2 separate regions of the Mus musculus genome follow, and region 2 is linked to region 1. A link is a contact called in public promoter capture Hi-C data. All regions are on one chromosome and are shown on one strand. The core of a region is the stretch at or near the end of the contact, and the rest is flanking DNA. Distances in the headings are between cores, read along the strand shown. Region 1 has its middle 13 kb from the start of Acacb. Region 2 overlaps Myo1h (myosin 1H).

The links. Capture Hi-C pulls out chosen DNA fragments and counts their contacts.
Region 2: a promoter capture Hi-C map of adipose tissue shows a contact between it and region 1. The contact joins two enhancer-like sites. A contact is called at or near these places in 4 of 39 promoter capture datasets (the 3T3-L1 cell line, cranial neural crest and hippocampal neurons), 1 of 15 datasets of contacts at CTCF or cohesin (hippocampal excitatory neurons), 6 of 484 Hi-C or Micro-C datasets (brown adipocytes, cerebral cortex, cortical neurons and 3 more), 2 of 115 datasets of contacts at active chromatin or transcription factors (pancreatic cancer cells and stem cell-derived neural progenitor cells) and 2 of 9 other capture datasets (adipose tissue and liver).

The regions. Positions count from the first base shown.
Region 1 is chr5:114,150,711-114,153,851 of GRCm38.p6, reverse strand. It overlaps a transcript of Acacb not described here. Among named protein-coding and RNA genes, the nearest start is that of Acacb, 13 kb to the left of the region's middle. Within about 2 kb of position 1,866, at least 7 of the 459 cell types and tissues checked have an H3K27ac peak or open chromatin away from gene starts, as enhancers often do. A contact at or near this core is called in adipose tissue, where this site is marked.
Region 2 is chr5:114,295,985-114,298,834 of GRCm38.p6, reverse strand. The region is part of intron 1 of Myo1h (myosin 1H); the gene reads right to left. Among named protein-coding and RNA genes, the nearest start is that of Myo1h, 8.2 kb to the right of the region's middle. RefSeq lists an enhancer at 1-112. Within about 2 kb of position 1,539, at least 20 of the 459 cell types and tissues checked have an H3K27ac peak or open chromatin away from gene starts, as enhancers often do. A contact at or near this core is called in adipose tissue, where this site is marked.

The DNA of each region.
Region 1 (3,141 bases), core at 617-3,116:
GAGTGCATTTCCCCGCTGAGTCCAGAAGAGGGCAGCAGATCCCCCAGGAGCTGAAGTTACAGGGGGCTGTAAAGTGCCAGATGTGGGCGCTGAAAAGCAAACTCCTTTACAAGAGAAGCAAACTCCTTTACTGAGAGCAACACACGCTGAGCCCCGTCTCCAGCTCCCTGGAAAGCATTATTCTTATACGGGTTTAAAGACGAGACTCGCACTCTGGCGACGGGGGAGGGGGCGTGGCTTGCCTGCAGTCACTCAGCTTGGACGCACATGGAGAGTATACGTAATAGGCAGAGGCTGCAGGCTGTGGAGCTCAGTTATTCAGCAGGTTAGGAGGAGCTGATTGTGGCAGCTCAAACCTGTTCCCCCTGTACCCCGGAGGCTTAGGCAGGAAGATTGCGGCATGCTCACTCAAAGCCAGCCTTGTGCTTCAGGGTGGGGCTTGACCAGGACCCAAAAGAAAAACAACCCACAAACAACAGAAAAAGCAGCATCAGGGACATTATTCAATAAGTCCCAGAATTACCACATGCCAGAGCATGGGACTCCAGAGAAGGCCAGCAGACAGGCCTGGAGCAAGCAGAAAATAAGCAGCTGTGGCTGGTGCGAAGTCCCCTGGGCACTGGAGCACTGCGCATGGGCAGCGTTGGAGGTGTTGGGGCATCAGAGATGAGAAAGCCGGTGCAGCTTAGATGGAGAAGGCACAGGTGTAGGGAGAAACGCTTTGAAATAATCACCTGTGGCCAGCTGGGCGTAGTGGCACACACCTTTAATCTCAGCACTCGGGAGGCAGAGGCAGGAGGATTTCTGAGTTCGAGGCCAGCCTGGTCTACAAAGTGAGCTCCAGGACAGACAGGGCTACGCAGAGAAACCCTGTCTCAAAAAACCAAAAAAAAAAAAAAAAAAAAAAAAAGCCAATGGCCAATGAGCTGAGGCAGGAAGTAGGAGAAAGGACAGTGGCAGGAAGGGAGGATTCTGGGAAATAGTGAGCCAATAAAAGGAGAGACTCAAGATCCGAAGAGGAAATGCTAATGAAGAAGGGGATGGGAGGGAAGGAGAGTGGTAGACCTGGAATAGTTAAATAAGTTACAAGCTAGTTGGGGAATGAGCCAAAGCTTATAGCATAGGCACTTATTCATAAATATTTGGTCTCAGGGTTGTCATTCAGGTCTTGGAAAGGAAAAAACGGTTTATCAAATTTTTTTTAACACTCATGTGACTTCACACCCCAGGAAACTCTGGGCATGTTGACTCAGAAGGGCACAACCACAGTGCCCAGCACACAGCCGGCACGCGATTAATGCCAGGAGAGCCCATCTGACCTTCAAGCTCTGACTACTGTCAGAGAGTTAGCATGAGCCCTAACTTCCCCGCCTGCAGGACACAGACAGTGGCGGTAGCATCCACAGCAGGCTGGTGGCTGATGGAGCTCCAACTGCTTAGGCTGGCACTCGTGACCACCGTGACAGTCAAGGCCCTCTCCCTGGCTGCCCCTGGGGAACCTCACCCTTTGCTTTACCTGGTAAATGTATAGACGAGAGATGGCTTCTCTCCCATCAGGCTGAGACCTCCCCCAGGCTGCTCCTGGGGCAGGACTATTGCACCTTTTAGTCTGTGTGCAGTGAAGTAACCTCCAGAGGTGAGACTGAGGTGACGGCGTGGCGTTGGGTTTTGGTGGGAACAGAGCTCTCTAGGGTTAAAGGGCGGCCTCCCTGAGGAAGAACAGCCTGTTCCCGGGCTTTCCCTTCCCATACACAAACCTACAAGCCGCTCTAGATCCGACACTCGGGTCAGGGCCCAGTACCCGCTGCCTCCTGGGCAGATCTTTGGTGCTGATTCTGTTTGCACCTTTGTGTTGCAGCTTCCGGCTGCTGCCCTGGCTGCTGTGGGGGCGGCAACGAGGGAGGGAGGCTCGGAAGAACAGGAAGGCTGTGTAGGTCAAGGGGGCTCTGAAGGCCATGAGGACTTGGCAAGGTCAGGGAGGTGAAAATTCCAGGTACAAGGACGAAGCCCGAGGACTCTAGCTGGAATCCCAGTTCCACCTTGTTGAGTGGGAGCAGGGTGGCCTGAGGGAGCAGGGTGTGTGTCAAAACCCCAAATCTGGGGCTGGTAAAATGGTTCAGGAGACAAAGACGCATGCTGCCAAGTCTGACGGCCTGAGTTCCGTCCCTGGAACCCCATGTGGAATAAGGAGAGAACTGGCTCCCCAGGTTGTCTTCTGACTTCTGCACACACACCTCCCCAGTATTGTTTAATGGAAACATTTATAAACAAAAACAGGAGCTCAGCTGGGCGTGGTGGAACATGCCTATAATCCCAGTACTTGGCCGTGGAGGGAGCAAGATAAGGAGCCAGCCTCTCCTACATACAAGCCTGGGTCCAGCCTAGGCTATACCAGACTGTCTCAAAAAAACAAACCAACTCAAATACCCCAAGAACCCTACACACAGCCCATCACCTCGCGTGGATGTGCCTGGAGGGGAGGGTTCAAGTGCTCTTTCACTGCTGTGCGGGCCCGAGTTCTCACCAAGCTCCCAAATCCTGGCTTTCTTGTACGTGAGGAAGGCAGAGGGCAGAAGAACTGGTTGATGCTAACTGGGCTACAGTGTTCCAGACACTATGCTGAGAACATTATCTAAGATCAAGTTCAAGCCACTGAGAGTCCTTGGGCCATTACACAAGCCCATCTCCCTTTCCCCAGGCTGGCCTATTACACACAGGGGAGCCAAAACTATCTACATTGTAACTCTTAAGTACTTTCCCCACCAAAATGAACCAGGACCCTAGGAGAAATAGCAGGGACGGGAACATGCGTGGTACTGAGTAAACCGGGGATCGTCCCAGGGCTTTCCATGGCGGGCGTGGGGGTGCGGGGCGTGAGAGGCCTAGGGCATTGATGGGTCAAAAGAGCATCATGTGTCAGGATGACACACTGCCACTCAAGATGAAAGCGCCAACCCCCCCATGGCTCATCATTCAGAAAACAGACTTTCACACAGTTTTGTGAGTGTGTGAATGTGCATGAGCACGCATGTGACACCCGAGCACGTGTGTGCGCGATGTGACACGAGTGAGTAGGTCGGAGCAACTTTCAGGAGTCCTGCCTCTCCTCCCACTTCAGGGCATCTGTGGTAGGTTGTCAGA
Region 2 (2,850 bases), core at 290-2,789, 150 kb before region 1:
TGCACGCGCACGCGCGCACACACACACTAAACAAATATAATAAGCATTTTAATAAGCAAACCCAGCCTGTGATCAGCCAGTGGCAAGTGAGGCTACGCTAGCTAACGTGGCACATGCTGAGAAAAATCAAAATTCCTAATGAAGCTGTTGGCACCGAGCCAGGCCAGTGAGCTTCTAGACAGAACGCATGCAGCATGCTCTGAGACAGGCATGCTCTGGACGGGGTCAGCCAACTGGCCCGGAAGCCTGATCCAGACCCTGCCCATTCGTAAAGGCCCAAGCCACTCTCACCTTTTAAACGACTGGAGGAGACTGAAAAAGTAATTGGTGACACAAGAAAAGCCTGTGAACTTCCTGTTTCAGCGTCCGTGTGTTTTCAGCAGAGTGCAGCCAGCCTTGTATCTGACTCTGTGTGTGTGTATGCATGTCTGTGTGTGTGTGAGAGGGAGATATGTCATATGTACGTGTCTGTCTCTGTGTGTGCAGATATGGTGTGTGTACACGTGTGTCTATGTGTTTGTGTGTGTGTGATATGTCCAATGTGTATGTATCTCTGTATATATAGTGTATGTATGTGCATGTGTCTGTGTGTTTGTGTGTGGTGTCATGTGTATGTGTCTGTGTGTGTTACATATGGTATGTGTGTTTCTATCTCTATATGTGCTGTGTGTGTCTCTGTGTGTATAGTATGTGCATGTGTCTGTATGTTTGTGTGTGATAACATATGTATATTTCTGTCTCTGTGTGTATATTGTATATATGTGCATGTGTCTGTGTTTTTGTGTGTGATATCATATTGTGTGTCCATCTCTGTGTGTGAACAAATGCTGTATGCATCTCTGTGTGGTGTGTTTGTGTGTTTCTCTGTGTTGCATGTGTTTGTGCAAGTGTCTAGTGTTTGTATGATATGCCATGTGCATGTGTCTATCTGTGTGTGTACGTATGGTGTATGTTTCTGTGTCTGTGTGTGTGGTGTGTGTCTGTCTCTGTGTGTGTACACACAGAGTGTGCAAATGTCTGTGAGTTTCCGTCTCTGTGTTGTGTGTGTTGCATGTGGTGTGTGTATAGTTGTGTCCCTGACTCTGTGTCTGTGTGTGGTGTGTTTGTATGTGATTCTGTGCATGGGGTATGTGTTTGAGCTGCTGTCACATTGAAGAGTCGTAAGACCGCCGCAGACTCAGCCTGGCTCCCATGGCTTACGCCAGGCTCTCTCTGGGCCCTTGTAGCCAAAGTGTGTGGAGAAGGCTTCCTGCCAGCTTAGCCTGGTTCCCTTAGGACTCCCAGTGCCTGACTCTACGGTTCTTAAAGTTGCAGGCACCAAAAGAACGGAGATTACAGACACAACCCTGTGCAAACACTTTGTGGCCCTTGCCTTGGAGTTGTGAAGTTAAATCTCAGCCAGGCTTGGTGGAGCCTGAGAGTTCCTAGAGCTGAGAAAGGAGGAGGTGGAGTTCAAGGCCAGCCTGGGCTCCATCACGAATACAGATAGTCTCTGTCAGGAAGCCTCCAGGGACGGTGCTCTCCCCAGTTCTGAGTGCTAAGGCAACTAAACCGAAACCAAACGTCTGTTCAAGGAGGACAAGGACGGATCCCAGATAGGCAGGCAGCCCCGCAGCTGAAATGAAGGATTATCTTTTGATCTAACGACCAGCAGACAGTTAGCGTTTTACTATCCAGCTGAGGCCTCTTAATCACCAATGGGCGTAATTACGAATATCAGCAAACTGAACGAGGCCTCCAAATTACCTCGAGGATTAGAGCGGCTGCTGGTAAAACAGCAGCAGCTCGGGAGCCTTAATTGGCCCCTGGGAGTTACAGGTTTGGGTGGGGGGAATAGTTACAAGTGTTACTTGTTACTATTCTCTGTGTAAGTACTGGGCGGAAGGCGTGGAAGAAGGCTCGTTTGCTTTTCCGCTAAAGCATGCTAAGTGAGAAGGACTTCCTGGGGTTAGAGCGAAGGCTCAGGGGTGGAGAGCCCCTGTTCCCACAGAGGATTTGCATAGGGTTCTCAGCACCCATATTCTGTTTAAGTCCAGCTCTAGGGGACTCCACGCCCCCTGCTGGACTCTGTGGGCACCTGCAAATCATTTTAAAATAAGAAAAAAATTAAAGATTAAAAAAAAGCCTGTGGAGGTTGGCAGTCATTTCTAGACACACACTTGGCCTTCCCTGAGGTCACAGAAGTCCTCATTGGCCTCACAGTTTGCATGCAAACTTGTGAACAAGGGCGGCTTTCAGGAGTGTCTTCCTGATATCCTCAACTTCTCTCTCCCAGAACAGAAGCTGGCAGTGGGGCACATGTGGACCAGCACCGTGGACTCCACTTCCGCCCCCTTCTTTTACCTCAGTCTTTCAACCTCTTTGGGTTGAAAGGAAAATTAGTAGACTGCATATCTTTTAAAAAATGGTGCCTTTGAATATATGTGCGGACACACATGTATGTAAAGGTACATGTGTAATATGGGGTCTGGAGGCCAATGGCTGAGTATCCTACTCAGTCTACAACCGCATCACCACCATCACTACCATCACCACCACCCACACACAGACACAGACACACACAAGACAGAGACAGGGAAGAGCTCTCCAAAGGCAGTCCCATCACTTGCAGCAACACGGATGGAATCCGGAACATCGTGTTAAGTGAGATAAGCCGGACCCAGAGAGACAAGATCATGTGACCTCTTTTACAGGTGGAAGCTGAGCTTGGATGTCAGAGACTTAGAAGAGGTTACCAATGTCGGAGAAAAGCACGAAGCGGGGAGGGAGCAAGGAAGAAGACGTTCAGCACATGTAACCGGGTGAGTGGCAGATAGCGCCCAAGTGGAGACTGCAAACTAGCTGCTGTAG